Regions from separate parts of the Oncorhynchus mykiss genome. Here region 2 is linked to region 1. The links are chromatin contacts, called in public Hi-C maps. All regions are on one chromosome and are shown on one strand. The core of a region is the stretch at or near the end of the contact, and the rest is flanking DNA. Distances in the headings are between cores, read along the strand shown. Region 1 holds the start of LOC110489673 (protein shisa-2). Region 2 holds the start of LOC110489670 (G-protein coupled receptor 12-like).

What was found. Hi-C and Micro-C count contacts between places; a contact is called where the count stands out from the background.
Region 2: a Hi-C map of liver shows a contact between it and region 1, with 4 times the contacts expected there. The contact joins the promoter of LOC110489670 here to the promoter of LOC110489673 in region 1. A contact is called at or near these places in 2 of 3 Hi-C or Micro-C datasets (blood and liver).

The regions. Positions count from the first base shown.
Region 1 is chr15:14,902,701-14,910,546 of USDA_OmykA_1.1, reverse strand. LOC110489673 (protein shisa-2) reads right to left here and starts at 5,170. Exons shown (of 2, transcript XM_021562427.2): 1 at 3,896-5,170. The coding sequence starts at 4,202.
Region 2 is chr15:15,085,065-15,092,910 of USDA_OmykA_1.1, reverse strand. LOC110489670 (G-protein coupled receptor 12-like) reads left to right here and starts at 4,702. Exons shown (of 2, transcript XM_021562424.2): 1 at 4,702-4,966; 2 at 7,738-7,846. The coding sequence starts at 4,848. LOC110489668 (ubiquitin carboxyl-terminal hydrolase 12) reads left to right here. Exons shown (of 9, transcript XM_021562421.2): 7 at 1-43; 8 at 135-213; 9 at 311-1,150. The coding sequence ends at 412.

The DNA.
Region 1 (7,846 bases), core at 3,921-6,420:
AGGCCGAGCAATTGCCGTACCAGGCAGTGATGCAACCAGTGATGCTCTCGATGTTGCAGCTGTAGAACCTTTTGAGGATCTCAGGACCCATGCCAAATCTTTTTATTTTCCTGAGGGGGAATAGGCTTTGTCGTGCCCTCTTCACGACTGTCTTGGTGTGTTTGGACCATTCTAGTTTGTTGGTGATGTGAACACCAAGGAATTTGAAGCTCTGAACCTGCTCCACTACAGCCCCGTCGATGAGAATAGGGACGTGCTCGGTGCTCCTTTTCCTGTAGTCCACAATCATCACCTTAGTCTTGGTTACATTGAGGGATAGGTTGTAATTCTGGCACCACCCAGCCAGGTGTGTTTGAATCATTCTCTCTACTATTATTCTGACATTTCACATTCTGAAAATAAAGTGGTGATCCTAACTGTCCTAAGACAGGGAATTTTTACTAGGATTAAATGGCAGGAATTGTGAAAAACTGAGTTTAAATGTATTTGGCTGAGGTGTATGTAAACTTCCGACTTCAACTGTAACTGTTATGAAAGTTGTACTGTCCATTTGTTTTCTATTTTTGTATTTAAATGTATCTATGCATAGTCACTTTACCCCTACCTACATGTACTCACTGTTTATTATCTATGCATAGTCACTTTACCCCTACCTACATGTACTCACTGTTTATTATCTATGCATAGTCACTTTACCCCTACCTACATGTACTCACTGTTTATTATCTATGCATAGTCACTTTACCCCTACCTACATGTACTCACTGTTTATTATCTATGCATAGTCACTTTACCCCTACCTACATGTACTCACTGTTTATTATCTATGCATAGTCACTTTACCCCTACCTACATGTACTCACTGTTTATTATCTATGCATAGTCACTTTACCCCTACCTACATGTACTCACTGTTTATTATCTATGCATAGTCACTTTACCCCTACCTACATGTACTCACTGTTTATTATCTATGCATAGTCACTTTACCCCTACCTACATGTACTCGCTGTTTATTATCTATGCATAGTCACTTTACCCCTACCTACATGTACTCACTGTTTATTATCTATGCATAGTCACTTTACCCCTACCTACATGTACTCACTGTTTATTATCTATGCATAGTCACTTTACCCCTACCTACATGTACTCACTGTTTATTATCTATGCATAGTCACTTTACCCCTACCTACATGTACTCACTGTTTATTATCTATGCATAGTCACTTTACCCCTACCTACATGTACTCACTGTTTATTATCTATGCATAGTCACTTTACCCCTACCTACATGTACTCACTGTTTATTATCTATGCATAGTCACTTTACCCCTACCTACATGTACTCGCTGTTTATTATCTATGCATAGTCACTTTACCCCTACCTACATGTACTCACTGTTTATTATCTATGCATAGTCACTTTACCCCTACCTACATGTACTCGCTGTTTATTATCTATGCATAGTCACTTTACCCCTACCTACATGTACAAATGACCTCAACTAACCTGCATTACCTTGTTATTGTTATTTTATTGTTACTTTTTATTTTATTTTTTACTTTATTTTATTTAGTAAATATTTCCTTAACTATATTTCTTGAACTGCATTATTGGTTGAGGGCTTGTAAGTCTACAACTGTTGTATTCAGCACATGTGACAAATAAAATGTTATTTGATTTGAACAGCTGACTAGACTAGATTTAGTCTAGATAGAGTACAGAAGAGGTAGAAGCTGAGACACTACGACATCAATAATCTGAGACCATGACCTATTTCCTACTGAACAGCAACAGTGTCAGTTTAAATATCTCGCCGGCAAGATAATTCCAGGGGTCCTCTCCTTTCCTGAAATCCACACATGTTCCTTAATGTTGAATGTTACGCTCTGTTTGTTGTTCTTAATGCATATATAATATCCTCCTCAGGGTTATTCATTGACGTGGCTGTGTGTATCTTTGCTTCATGATTAATAGGTTGCCCTGTAGATGAACAATGTATAAAATGTACAAACGGTGCCTTGCACGACAAAATACTTCCTTTTTGGCTCTTGGGAGAAAAACCCTCCATACTTTTAGTTATTTTGGCCGCTGTCCACTGTATGAAAAATGTAAATAGCTCTTTCTGGAGTGATAAGGGATGATTGTTTCAACAAATGCCAAGAGAGAAGCATACTGTAGGTTACTCTACAAGAAAGGCATGCTCTGTTGATGCATATCTTTCAATATCTGGACTAAGTCTAGATAACTATTCATTTTTCTATGAAAAATTACCGTTGCAAGATTTTGGAGTCTTAGTAAATGTGCCTCTCATTTTGCATAATTAAATGATGTAATTTCTCTTTTCTTCCTATAAACTCTGATGTTATGAAAAAGATGGAAACATGTTGGAAACAAGAGATTAAGACCTAATACCAGTTCAGACCTTTAAATATTTCAGCAAATCTACTTTCAATACAAATTATGAAGAGTTATGACATCTGTTCTTCCAATCACACCCAATTATTAATACTAAATCACTACTAAACCTGAGATGAGGCTACAATGTGACATTATTAGGGGCTTCCGTTCCGTGGCAATGGGTTATATGGACACCCTAGTCATCCGCAACATAAAAAGGCCAGCCGCAGAAAATCATGTGAAGGTAACCAGACAAACAGACGTCACTTTAGCTCAGCTAACTTCAGGAACACTCAAGGGATCCCCACTCTCGAGGTGTTCTGGATGGAAATCAACACGCAAGCGCGGGGAAATGATCCATATCGCGATTTGTTTTTATGAACAGAGCTGTCAGCGCCGTTGCGAACCACTGCCCTAAAGATCCGGTCAAGTCCAAACATGATCCTCATGGGGACAGAGCTCCTGCTCTGCATTCCCTGCGGCGCGCGCTTTTGTTAGAGCTAGAACAAACACAGCTATTTATAACGCAACGCAGCACAATTTGCCATTTGTGAGTGAGTGGGCACTTTCTGGTGTCCACTGTCTCTGTAGCCGAAATACTCATGCAACCCTCACCTGCCACGTTGCATGCGCGAGCATTGAAACATACATTTAGTCATTTAGCAGATGCTCTTATCCTGAGCAATTTACAGGAGCAATTGGGGTTAAGTGCCTTGTTCAAGGGCACATCGACGTGCATGAACCAGCGTCTGCTGAGGCATGTGCTGGAGTCAAGTGCTTAAATAGATGGAGGCAGGTAGCCTAGTGGTTAGGGTGTATGGGTGGCAGGTAGCCTAGTGGTTAGAGCGTAGGGGCGGCAGGTAGCCTAGTGGTTAGAGTTTTCAAAGTCCTGTTTTACACAAGTGTGTTCTGGCTCTGGCCCAACCCATCGGTTCCTTGACCAATCAGACTGCCCCGAATGTTTTCACGTTTGGTGAAGCGTTGGGGGTACTCGGATCCAGACTCGTTACAGAGAAGAAACTAATATCCGTGGGCGTGGCGTAGCGTTTGGCCGGAGTAGGGAGTCTGGGTAGCCAGGCAAACTCCTCTGCAGCTGTCGCTGCCAACTGAAGCGATTGTTAAGATCCCAGATAGAGATAGTGTTTGGAAAAACTAGAACATACCGAAATGTTTGAAATAATGAAGAACCCCATACCTCCAACTTAAATTAGACCTGTGTCATTTGTTCTAGTCTTGGGCCAGTGTAGCCTAACATTTAAACTTAGGCAATTAGGCCCACACTTTCTGTCTCGCTCTCAACTACTTGGAAATGCAATATTGCTGGTGTATAACAATTAAGTTAAACAATTTCAACTAGACCAGTATGAAATCTAATTTATAAAATACATTATAATTTTGAGCAGACAATGAGAGCTGTGCAGCCTTAAGGCAGAGCTGCTATGGCCCCTAAAGCTGACCGTGCTGGGCCAGACAGAGAGACAGAGTTCTTACCTGCGCCCGTATCCTTGTTCTCCTTGCTGTTGGTGCCCGGTTCCTGGGCTTGCTTGTCGTTTTCACAAGTCCCCTGGTCCAGTCGTGCGTCAGTGCTGGAGCAGCAGTACCGGAGCTCGCATTTCCCGCAGCAGATGATGGCATCCTCACCATCAAACTTCTCCGGGCACTGGAAGCCCTCTCTCCAGGTGCCCTGGGTGTCATGCCAACCGTGACAGTATTCTCCACTCGCCTTAACGTCAATAATAACCAGGAGTAGAGTTACAACCACGGTGACAGACATTGGGAGACCTCGGCCACCCCACATCCCGACCCCTGTACCCGTGTGGGCGCGCTATAAGAGACAGGGGGTTTATTTATCTTTCTCTACGGCTCTAACCTGGTTAATGGAGTGATACGGTGGATGGATGAAATTAAAGAGATAGTGGCGACAAAGTGGAAACAAAACAAAACGTCTTTAAAACTGTCATTTGACAGTTGAATTCCGTGCATAGCCTAATTCAATAGATCCATACATGTGTCACCAAAGCGCTCCTTTTAAAAGTATCTATTCGAAGTGTATCACTAGATTCCAAGTAGTTTATTTACGATTGTTGGGGAAATAAACCATGATACCCAGAACATAAATACATTTCACACCAATATTATAAATAGCCTATTTTTTCATAGAGCTTATTTCACTCTCCATTCCACGGCTGTGAGCTCTTCGAGTCCCGGGAAACATCAATCCAGGCTGAACCGAATCCCTCTAGCACGGAAGCGAGGCTGTCCATGGTCTCCTGAAAATGCACTTCTCGGATGACTTTCCCCCAAATAGCAGCGAAACCAACACTGGTTTTACATGTAATCCATACGCGCCCTGCGAGTGTCCTCGCGAAATCTTCTTCTGTCCAGTTCACCAGCCCAGCAAGTTGTTTCTCCTCTTCTAATGCATGTCGATTAACTCCTCCAAACGTTTCTACAGTAGACTAACATATAGGAAACTAGACCATGAGACTAAATTCGAAAAGAGCACGTTATTCACGGTTTCTTGTGGATAGTCTACGTCAGAAAGATCTGTGCAAGAGATATCAATTTTGCACCCATTCATACAGTACTGCCTCCCAGTCCGAGTCCATCTAGGGCGAGAGTGCTTCGAACCAGCGTGTCCAGTTTCAATGAAAGGTGGGCAACAGTTAAACTTCCGCTTGCGCATTGGTCACTGACATGTTCCTAGACTTTTCAGTGCTCAGCCAGCCAGCCAGTTGTCAGTGTGAACAAGTGTCACTGCGCTCAGTTCTGAAGAGCCCCTCCGCTTTCCGAGGGTAGCCCCCGTGCGGTGTTGGGTGTGGTTACCCCCTTGGGACCCCTGCGCGCACAATGGAAGGCCCGATTGTTGAATGGAGTGGACGTATTGACTGCTGGCCGAGAGTAGCTCTCACTCATACATTATCACCTTAAACTGAATTGTGTGCATACAAACTATGGCCAAGACGCGCGCGCGCGCACACACACACACACACACACACACACACACACACACACACATAGTTGGATATTAATAGGCCCTATCAAGTGAATGCTAACTCATTACCTACCTACTTATTGCATGCTCAGTGTTCATGGTCTTGGGAATAAGTTGTATTCTACTAGAGCTAGAAAATTACAAAAGTAGTTATGGTATAGGCCTCATTATGCTATGTGTACAGTGACGGGAAAAGTACCCAATTAAAGATACCTTAATAGAAAATGACTCAAGCAAAAGTGAAAGTCACCCAGTAAAATACTACTTGAGTAAAAGCCTAAAAGTGTCTGGTTTTAAATATGCTTATGTATCAAAAGTAAATGTGTTTGCTAAAATATACATAAGTATCCAATTTAGAAGTATATGTAATTTCAAATGCCATATTTGAAGCAACCCAGATGGCAAGATTTGTGATGTTTTTCTAATTTATGGATAGCCTGGACCAAACTCCAACACTCAGACATCTTTACAAAGGAAGCATTTGTGTTTAATGAGTCCACCATGATCTCTTGATAACTGCGTTTCTTTAGGGATGTAGTGGAGTAAAAGTAAAAGTTGTCAAAAATATAAATAGTAAAGTACAGTACAGATACCCTACGAAAAACTACTTAAGTAGTACTTTAAAGTATTTTTACTTAAGTACTTTACACCACTGTATGTGTGGGTATACTGTTCGATCATCGAGCACATTTGAAACATTAGTGAAGTTGAAAATCATTCGTTAGATGACATTGCCATCTGGTGGTTTTAACTATTAGTACACATGACAGTATACATTTTTTTTCCATAATTAAGACAAATTATGCAATTTATTTACATTGTTTATATTTTTATTTGGGGACATGATGAATAGTTGGCCTATGTTTCAGGTAATTTGATTTTCACTATTCAGCCCTGTCTGAAGCTCCCACTAGCTACACTACACCCTTTAGTTGTGGCTATGTTGAAGACTACATTTCCCATCATGCTCTACTGTAAAATAGCGTCCTTGGTAACTAGGAAGGGAAGTTATTTAACCAAGAAGCGCGCAACTGTTGGATACACAGCACAGGTGTTGTGACGAACAGCTCCCCCCCGCCAGAATCCCCCCCCTTCGCGTGAACGCGCACGCACTCAATTCTTCATTGCGTGATAGTTGAGATTTCTGATCACGTTAGGCTGCGTTTAATTTTATTTTTATGTCGGTTTGATCGCGGGGGAGGAATTAGTAATGTCTGCAGTTTTCGGTTTGGCTCTTTGTTTCAAGTGTGTATTTGTCTATAAATAAATGTATTTGCCAAAATTCGTAAACTCGTCATCTTGGTCTGAAATGTTTATTGCTTGACTACATTTGACTTCTTCCTCTATGTTTAATATAACACACATACAATAATTATTCATTTCGGTTGCCTATTCTGACGTGAAGTTTGTTCTATAGAAAATATTTGACTCTGATGTGTGCCGCAGAAATTATTTGACTCTAGCCACAAAATTAAATAAATTAGAAGGAGGGGGGGGGGGGGGGGATTTCGGTAAGGCTAAAGCAATGTAAAATATTAATGTATAATAATATAATAAACAAAACTAGGACTGAATGTGCCTCCATGAAGAATCCCCTTCCCAATAGTTCCCTTCGCCCTCAATAGGACACCCCCAGCACCTCCACCATCCCCATCAACCCTCAATAGCACACCCCCAGTACCTCCACCATCCCATCAACCCTCAATAGGACACCCCCAGCATCTCCATCTTCTCCATCAACCCTCAATAGCACACCCCTAGCACCTCCACCATCCCCATCAACCCTCAATAGGACACCCCCAGCACCTCCACCATCCCCATCAACCCTCAATAGGACACCCCCAGCACCTTCACCATCCCCATCAACCCTCAATAGGACACCCCCAGCACATCCACCATCCCCATCAACCCTCAATAGCACACCCCCAGTACCTCCACCAACCCCATCAACCCTCAATAGCACACCCACAGTACCTCCACCATCCCCATCAACCCTCAATAGCACACCCCCAGTACCTCCACCATCCCCATCAACCCTCAATAGCACACCCCCAGTACCTCCACCATCCCCATCAACCCTCAATAGCACACCCCCAGTACCTCCACCATCCCCATCAACCCTCAATAGCACACCCCCAGTACCTCCACCATCCCCATCAACCCTCAATAGGACCCTCAAGTACCTCCACCATCCCCATCAACCCTCAATAGCACACCCCCAGTACCTCCACCATCCCCATCAACCCTCAATAGCACACCCACAGTACCTCCACCATCCCCATCAACCCTCAATAGCACACCCCCAGTACCTCCACCATCCCCATCAACCCTCAATAGCACACCCCCAGTACCTCCACCATCCCCATCAACCCTCAATAGCACACCCACAGTACCTCCACCATCCCCATCAACCCTCAATAGCACACCCACAGTACCTCCACCATCCC
Region 2 (7,846 bases), core at 3,453-5,952, 180 kb before region 1:
AGAGACTCTACGACCTGGTCGCTGTCGTGGTGCATTGTGGGAGGTCAGTATTGTGTCTACAAGGTTGTCTAAAAGTATCCAAACTGACCATAAAGAGTGTGAGTGTGTCCATGACTGCATTGTCTTGTTTTCAGTGGCCCAAACCGAGGACACTACATCGCCATTGTGAAGAGTCACGACTTCTGGCTGCTGTTTGATGACGACATTGTAGAGGTAAGCTAGTCGTGTGTGTGTGGGAGAACATACATGTGTGCGCCCTTTTGTTTTGTGCGAACCCACTGATCCATGTTGTCTCTCCTTCCCTCTGCAGAAGATAGACGCCCAGGCCATAGAGGAGTTCTATGGCCTCACCTCTGAGATCTCCAAGAACTCTGAGTCAGGCTACATCCTCTTCTACCAGTCCAGAGACTGACTGGCCCTGGAGAGGACAGTGCCTCCCATTGGAGCGGAGGAGAAAAGCCCAGTGCCTCAGCAGTGGGAATAATGGACCATACAGGTGTCATTCAAACCTGTGTAAATGGATCTACTGCAGCTCAGCCTCGGAGTCAGTCCCCCCCCCCCCTTGCCCTCCCACACCCTGTCACTTAGGCTGGAGATGCAGCTACAGGGGAGAGTTTTGTCAAAGGATCAGTGGATGTTGTATCAAAGTTTTGTGAGTTCGAAAGGTGTTTAATGAGGGTTGTACAGAGGTTTTGGGAATGAGGCGTTAGTTATAGCATGAGTGTTTGGGTGGGGTGAGTGGGTATTTAATGATTCATGTGTTGTAATATCGGCCAGGCGTCTGCACACTCCCTCAGACTGTAACACTGCTTTGTTCCCTAGCTGGGGCCCAGTCAGAGTAGACCAGTTTACTGCATGAAGTAGGAGGGTGGAGGCGAGTGTTCCAAGTGTGGGATGTTTGGGTCGTGTATTTCTACCGTGTACAAAATGTGGTATTTGTATAAATATTATTAGAAGAATAAGATGATATTATCATAGGGAGGAAAAAACGTAAAACCTTGAGAAGAACATGTATTGACACTATGGAGCACTTTTGATACCTTTTTGTAGGTGTTGGAAAGGTTTATGTGAGGGTTTGCTTGAGAAATGGTCATTGTGAAATGTTCATTTTCTGTTTTAAAGAAAAATTAATAAAAGCTAATAAATAGTGTGTGTGTGTAACGCAAACAGGTTCCTGCTGCACACTGATGACTCATCTATACTCAGCACTGCCCCTCAGTGGTTGTACCTGGTCACTATAGGTTCATACTGCAACAGCACAATAGCAGTCTATTTTTAATCCATTCACACCCCCAGTCATGATGCTGCAGCCTAGCCCACCCACTGTTCCCTTAACAACAACAGGGCTGGATTATGCTAGGGCAGCTCATTGTAGGAGACTAGCCACCTATAGAGACATCTGAATAAATACTTTATCACTGATCTGAGTGTATTACTCAATGGGAATATATTGCAAATGTATTTCCTTTTATTGATTGAAAGCGAAGGCCCTAGAGCACAGAGAAACCGAGAGTGGTTTGGAATAGTGGGATAAGGGCAGACAGAAGATGGAGGGATGAGAATTGGGAGGAGGTGGTGGCTGACACAGATTGTAGTTAGAGTAGACATGCCCAGAATAGCAATCCACGGGGGGCTTGGAAGTGGAGAGAAGCGCTCCACATCAAAACTACATGCCATCATTATAGAACTGAAGAAAATGAATTAAAGGGAAAATAAAAAAATATATGTTCATATTTTCATTAGTCCACTGTTGATATGGGCCCAAAATGTTTTGCATGTAAGCAGTTACATTTTCAAGATATTGGACTTTCAGATGCAAAGTTTCACTGGCCACATCATTAATTAAAATTAATTCATTTTGAATTGTAGGAAGTAGAATTTAATTCAAAACAATTCAACTGAGATGTGAAACATGAAAGTCTCATTTGACAAATCTTATCAAAAAGATATGTCACTTATTAATGCAATGAATACACATACCATTTCAAATAGCATACTATCTTGATTATAATTCAATGTGTTTTTTTCCTTGTCATGAGATGTTAGTGTTCCGTTCCATACTGCAGTTTGATCTAATGCATTCTGGGAAATTATTTAAATAATATAATCATAGACAACCCCCAACATGATCTTAGAATGTGACCACTAATGAGTTTAAAAAAGGTAATGTTTCAACCTTATGCTAAATGGTATTGGTAACCATAGGCTACATGATGTCAAAATAAACATTACTATGGTGAATAATTAATTTAAATTAAAATTAATTTAATTAAATTCGACTTCCTTTCATTCAATTAAAAATATTTTTACTTTGGGGTGTGGCCAATTAAAATTCAATTGAATTAGAATTAAAGAGCAATTTGCAGCCCAAGTCAGAATGAACCCCAACCCTGTCTCACACATCTGCAGGAAATGGAAATGGTGATACCACACCCTGGTAACCAACCATAACCCGTCCCTTCACTTAAAAAAAGAGAAAGACACTGGCATTTGCCTAATGCAGTTTCTATGGACCCCTGCAAAGTCAGAGTTCATTTTCTCACGTTAAGCCTAACATTTCACAAAACTATACAAGGTGTCACAAGGCTGCCATTATTTAGACTGCTGGCTGACGTCAAAAATGTAATTAATTGTTCAGTAATTAAAGCTGCAAGTGTAACGGATGTGAAACGGCTAGCTTAGTTAGCGTGGGCGCTAAATAGCGTTTCAATCAGTGACGTCACTTGCTCTGAGACCTTGAAGTAGTAGTTCCCCTTGCTCTGCAAGGGCCGCGGCTTTTGTGGAGCGATGGGTAACGATGCTTCGAGGGTGACTGTTGATGTGTGCAGAAGGTCCCTAGTTCGCGCCCGGGTATGGGCGAGGGGACGGTCTAAATTTGTACTGTTACACAATATGTAACTTTTTGGGCAACCAACCAAATTCACATAGAAATGTGAATTATAGATATGTCATTCTCATTGAAAGCAAGTCTAAGAAGCGGTAGATCTGGAAAGGGGGATATCTAGACAGTTGTACAACTGAATGCATTCAACTGACATGTGTCTTCCGCATTTAACCCAACACATCTGAATAAGAGAGGTGCGGGGGCTGTCATAATCGACATCCACTTCTTCGGCGCACGGGGAACAGCGGGTTAACTGCCTCGCTCAGCGGCAGAACGACAGATTTTCCCCTCGTCAGCTCGGAGATTCGATCCAGCAACCGTTCAGTAACTAACCCAATGCGCTAACCACTAGGTTATCTGGTCTACATGCGCTATTTCTACGCTTCCTGTGCTTAAGTTACCTTTTGCATCTTTTACTTTCGGTTTTGTACACCAGCTTCGAAACATCTGAAAATACAATTTTGGTTTTGGAAAATATATTTCACAGCGGTTTAGATGGTACAACGATTCTCTACACGAAACTCTTGTTTTGTCATATAATCTGAAAATAGGCTAACTATTTTTTTTGCATAGTTCATCTTTAAAGTTGGAAATTCAAACATTGCATATTGTAAAATAAATGTTCGATCCAAAGCATACTAATTATTCAACTGTCCTGTATAGCCTATCTGAACCTATATGACATGAGCCATCCTTGAGCCTCCTCCCAGCTTGGATAGAAAGTTGTTTAGCAAAAACCCGTCTATTAATGCCAAATACTACAGTCCACCCTCAAAACACTAGCTTAGTATGGATTGTTTCATTACGCAGTGTAGCCTACTATCTATACACTATTCAGCCGACATTAAGCTTATATTTATACATTTTTTATACAAATTATACATCAAATAGTCTAACAATGAGGAAAACGTAGTCATACATTTAGCCACTATTTATTGTTGAACTACACACATGGGCTGCAATCAAGGTAAATTCATGAAAATCTAACTTGAGATACTCCCCTGGTCTTCTTAAATCCTCCTGAGGCATTAATTTGTGAATTATATGTTCATTAAGCAGCACACAATTTAAACGTAGTCTTGAATGATGCATGACTAGATATACCAGAGATAAAGGACTGCTGATATTTGCATCTTCCAATGTATTGGCTGTCCAGTATACAGACGACCTGTCCCAGAAGTTCATATATGCCTACAATTAATCGATTTATGTGACGTGTTGAAACAGGTGTTGTTAAGGAGAATGCGGGAGGCTCAATTAAAGATGTTGCAGAATTGCTGTATTTGAACCACCACTCCATTCTGCCCAGTTGTTGATGTTGCATTGGCAATCAAGTTGTTTTTAACCATCTCTCTAACTGTCGCTTCTCCGGAGAGATCATTTTCTAAACTAAACTCATAAAGAACTACCTTAGAACGAAGCATTATGCTCTCAGTCTGAAATGCGCATTGAAAACATAAACTCCACTTATTGCACTGGCGCCAGTGTAGCCTTGACGACAGCATTTGTTTACGGATGTCCCCTTACTTTCAATCAGTTCAATTAGGCCTATATGTTTTCCAAAGCTTAAGGCACTTTGATGAGTCACATTCTTGAAGCCCAAGAAACAAATACTTAGCTTCATAGTAGGCTACATATAGAAATTAAAAATGTTTATGAATACTTTTTTGGAGGGTTACTGTCAAAATTATTTCTTATAATATATATATATATATATATTTGTTTTAATAAACCGATGACCCACAGGGGTGTCCGGTACGCCATTCACGAACACACGCAGAGAGTTGCGCACCACACTCCTATCTGTCTCTGTCCTTGGGCAGTGCGTGCAGACATACGGATAAGTCCTGGTATTGAGCTGTTGCTGCCTCTTCTTCCGGTAGGGGGTAGCCTATTGAACAAACAGGACCCGTCTCCGAGTCTGGCCCGTTTGGGACTCAGAGCAGCAAAGACCCATCCCCCGATGCTACTGCTGCATCTCCATCTGATCCAGGCACCGCACCTGCCGCCAACGTTATCAATTGCGTATCATGGAAATACAGCAAGGACGCACTTTTGCCTAGACCGAACATCAGAGTCTAGGTAGGCTGTGGATAGCGGTAGATGAATGGATGAATGAATGGACGGGCGGGCTATTGTTACTGCAACCTGGCAGTGCATTTGGAAGAACCATAGATGGTAAAACATTAGTGGTGAGACTAATGAGAATGTATGAGAGGGCTACAAAGGACCAGGATTCGGAAAGCGTCTTTTTTGCGTTATTGCAAAACAGACACTTGGTGGTGTGAGTTATAACCGGTACGGTTGATGTGCTGAAATATCCCCCCCTGCCACAATCATCCCCCCTCTTCGCGTTCTTCATTGATGCGACTTGCTTGCTAGTTGAGATTTCTGCTCTTCACTCCTTTGTCAGTTTAGTCTACATTTCACTGATCTTAGTAGCAGAAAGCATTTTTGTCTGCAGTTTTCGGTTTGGCTCCCCCCCCCCACCCCCACCCTTCAGCGCCCGCGCCTGACTAGCCACAAAATTAAGGAAATTAGAAGGGGCGATTCGGGCAGGGGGGAGATTTTCGGCACAACACCTGGAAGGTTATTGATAGACCTTTCAGTCCCCACACTCTTAGAAAAAAGGTGCTATCTAGAACCTAAAACGGTTCTTAGGCTGTCCCCATAGGAGAACCCTTTGAAGAACCCATGTTGGTTCTTTCCACAGAGGGTTCTACCTGGGGACAGACAAGGAATCCTTTTGGAACTCTTTTTTCTAAGAGTGCAGGCAATCAGAGGTTTGGTAAAGACAGGCTTATCAATAACATCCCTGTATATACTGTATGTGTGCATAGTGTAAAGATGCATGTCTTTTAGGCTTCCTATTACATGGTTTGTATTTTCATATTTAGGCCTATTATTTACTTATTATACATTTACTGATGATTTTTTACAGTTTTTAATTAGACTTTATATGGAGCCTATTGGTAAGCACCACAAGGCTACTCCATACCACAACGGCAAGTTATAGTGTGTGTTGTTGTTTCAATTTGTATCAGATAGGACACAATACATTTGAGATGTTATTTACAGTGCATTCGGAAAGTATTCAGACCCCTTGACTTTTTCACATTTTGTTATGTTACAGCCTTATTCTAAAATGGCTTAAATAAAAACTGTTCCTCATGAATCTACACACAACACCCCATAATGAAAAAGCAAAAACTGGTTTTTAGAAATGTTTGCAAATGTATCATATTGACTCAGTACTTTGTTGAAGAACCTTTGGCAATGATTACTGCCTCGAGTCTTCTTGGGTATGACGCTACAAGCTTGGAACACCTGTATTTGGGGAGTTTCTCCCATTCTTCTCTAGAGATCCTCTCAAGCTCTGTCAGGTTGGATGGGGAGCATCGCTGCACAGCTGTTTTCAGGTCTTTCCAGAGATGTGCGATCAGGATCAAGTCTGGGCTCTGGCTAGGCCACTGAAGGACATTCAGAGACTTGTCCTGAAGTCACTCCTGCATTGTCTTGGCTGTGTGCTTAGGGTCATTGTCCTTTTGGAAGGCGAACCTTCATCCCAGTCTGAGGTCCTGAGAGCTCTGGAGCAGGTTTTCATCAAGGGTCTCACTGTACTTTGCTCCGTTCATCTTTCCCTCGATCCTGACTCCCTGCCACTGAAAAACATCCCCACAGCATGATGCTGCCACCACCATGCTTCACCGTAGGGATGGTGCCAGGTTTCCTCCAGACGTGACGCTTGGTATTCAGGCCAAAGAGTTCAATCTTGGTTTCATCAGACCAGAGAATCTTGTTTCTCGTGGTCAGAGAGTCCTTTAGGTACCTTTTGGCAAACTCCAAGAGGGCTATCATGTGCCTTTTACTGAGGAGTGGCTTCCGTCTGGACACTGTACCATAAAGGCCTGCTTGGTGGAGTGCTGCAGAGATGGATATCCTTCTGGAAGGTTCTCCCATCTCCACAGATGAACTCTGGAGCTCTGCCAGAGTGAACATTGGGTTCTTGGTCACTTCCCTGACAAAGGTCCTTCTCCCCCAATTGCTCAGTTCAGCCTGGGCAACCAGTTCTAGGAAGTCTTGGTGGTTCCAAACTTCTTCCATTTTAGTATGATGGAGGCCATTGAGTTCTTGGGGACCTTCAATGCTGCATAAATGTTTTGGTACCCTTCCCCAGATCTGTGCCTCGACACAATCCTGTCTCGGAGCTCTACGGACAGTTCTTTCAACCTCTTGGATTGGTTTTTGCTCTGACATCCACTGTCAACTGTTGGACCTTGTATAGAAAGGTGTGTGCCTTTCCAAATCATGTCCAATCAATTAAATTTACTTCAGGTGGACTCTAATAAAGTTGTAGAAACATCTCAAGGATGATCAATGGAAACAGGATGCACCTGAGCTCAATTTTGAGTCTCAAAGCAAAGGGTCTGAATACTGATGTAAATAAGATATATATATATATATATATATATATATTGTTGATAGATTTGCAAACATTTGTTTTGTCATTATGGTGAATTGTGTGTAGATTGATGAGGAAAACATTTACTTGTATTAATTTTAGAATAAGGCTGTAATGTAACAAAATGTGGAAAAGGGGAAGGGGTCTGAATACTTTTTCAAAATAAATAAGATACAAGTAGAATGTGCATGTTTGTGTGAGTAGATGGATTCCAGGATACTAAAGTCCTCGATGAATGTATGATCTTCACTCCCTCATGTCTGTGTGGCTTCTTAAATGAAGAGTGTGTGTGTGATCTCACATAGTGTGTTTATTTGTGTGTGTGTGTTTGTATGGATGGATTCACGTGTGCGTGTGTGATCTCTTATAATAATAGCGCGTGTGTTTCCAGACGGGCCAAAATGAGCAACGACTACGAGGCATCAGTCACCCCCAGCTGGCTGACCTCTGACCCCACTGTCTGGTCCAGCAGCAGAGACGGATTCACAGATAATGCCACT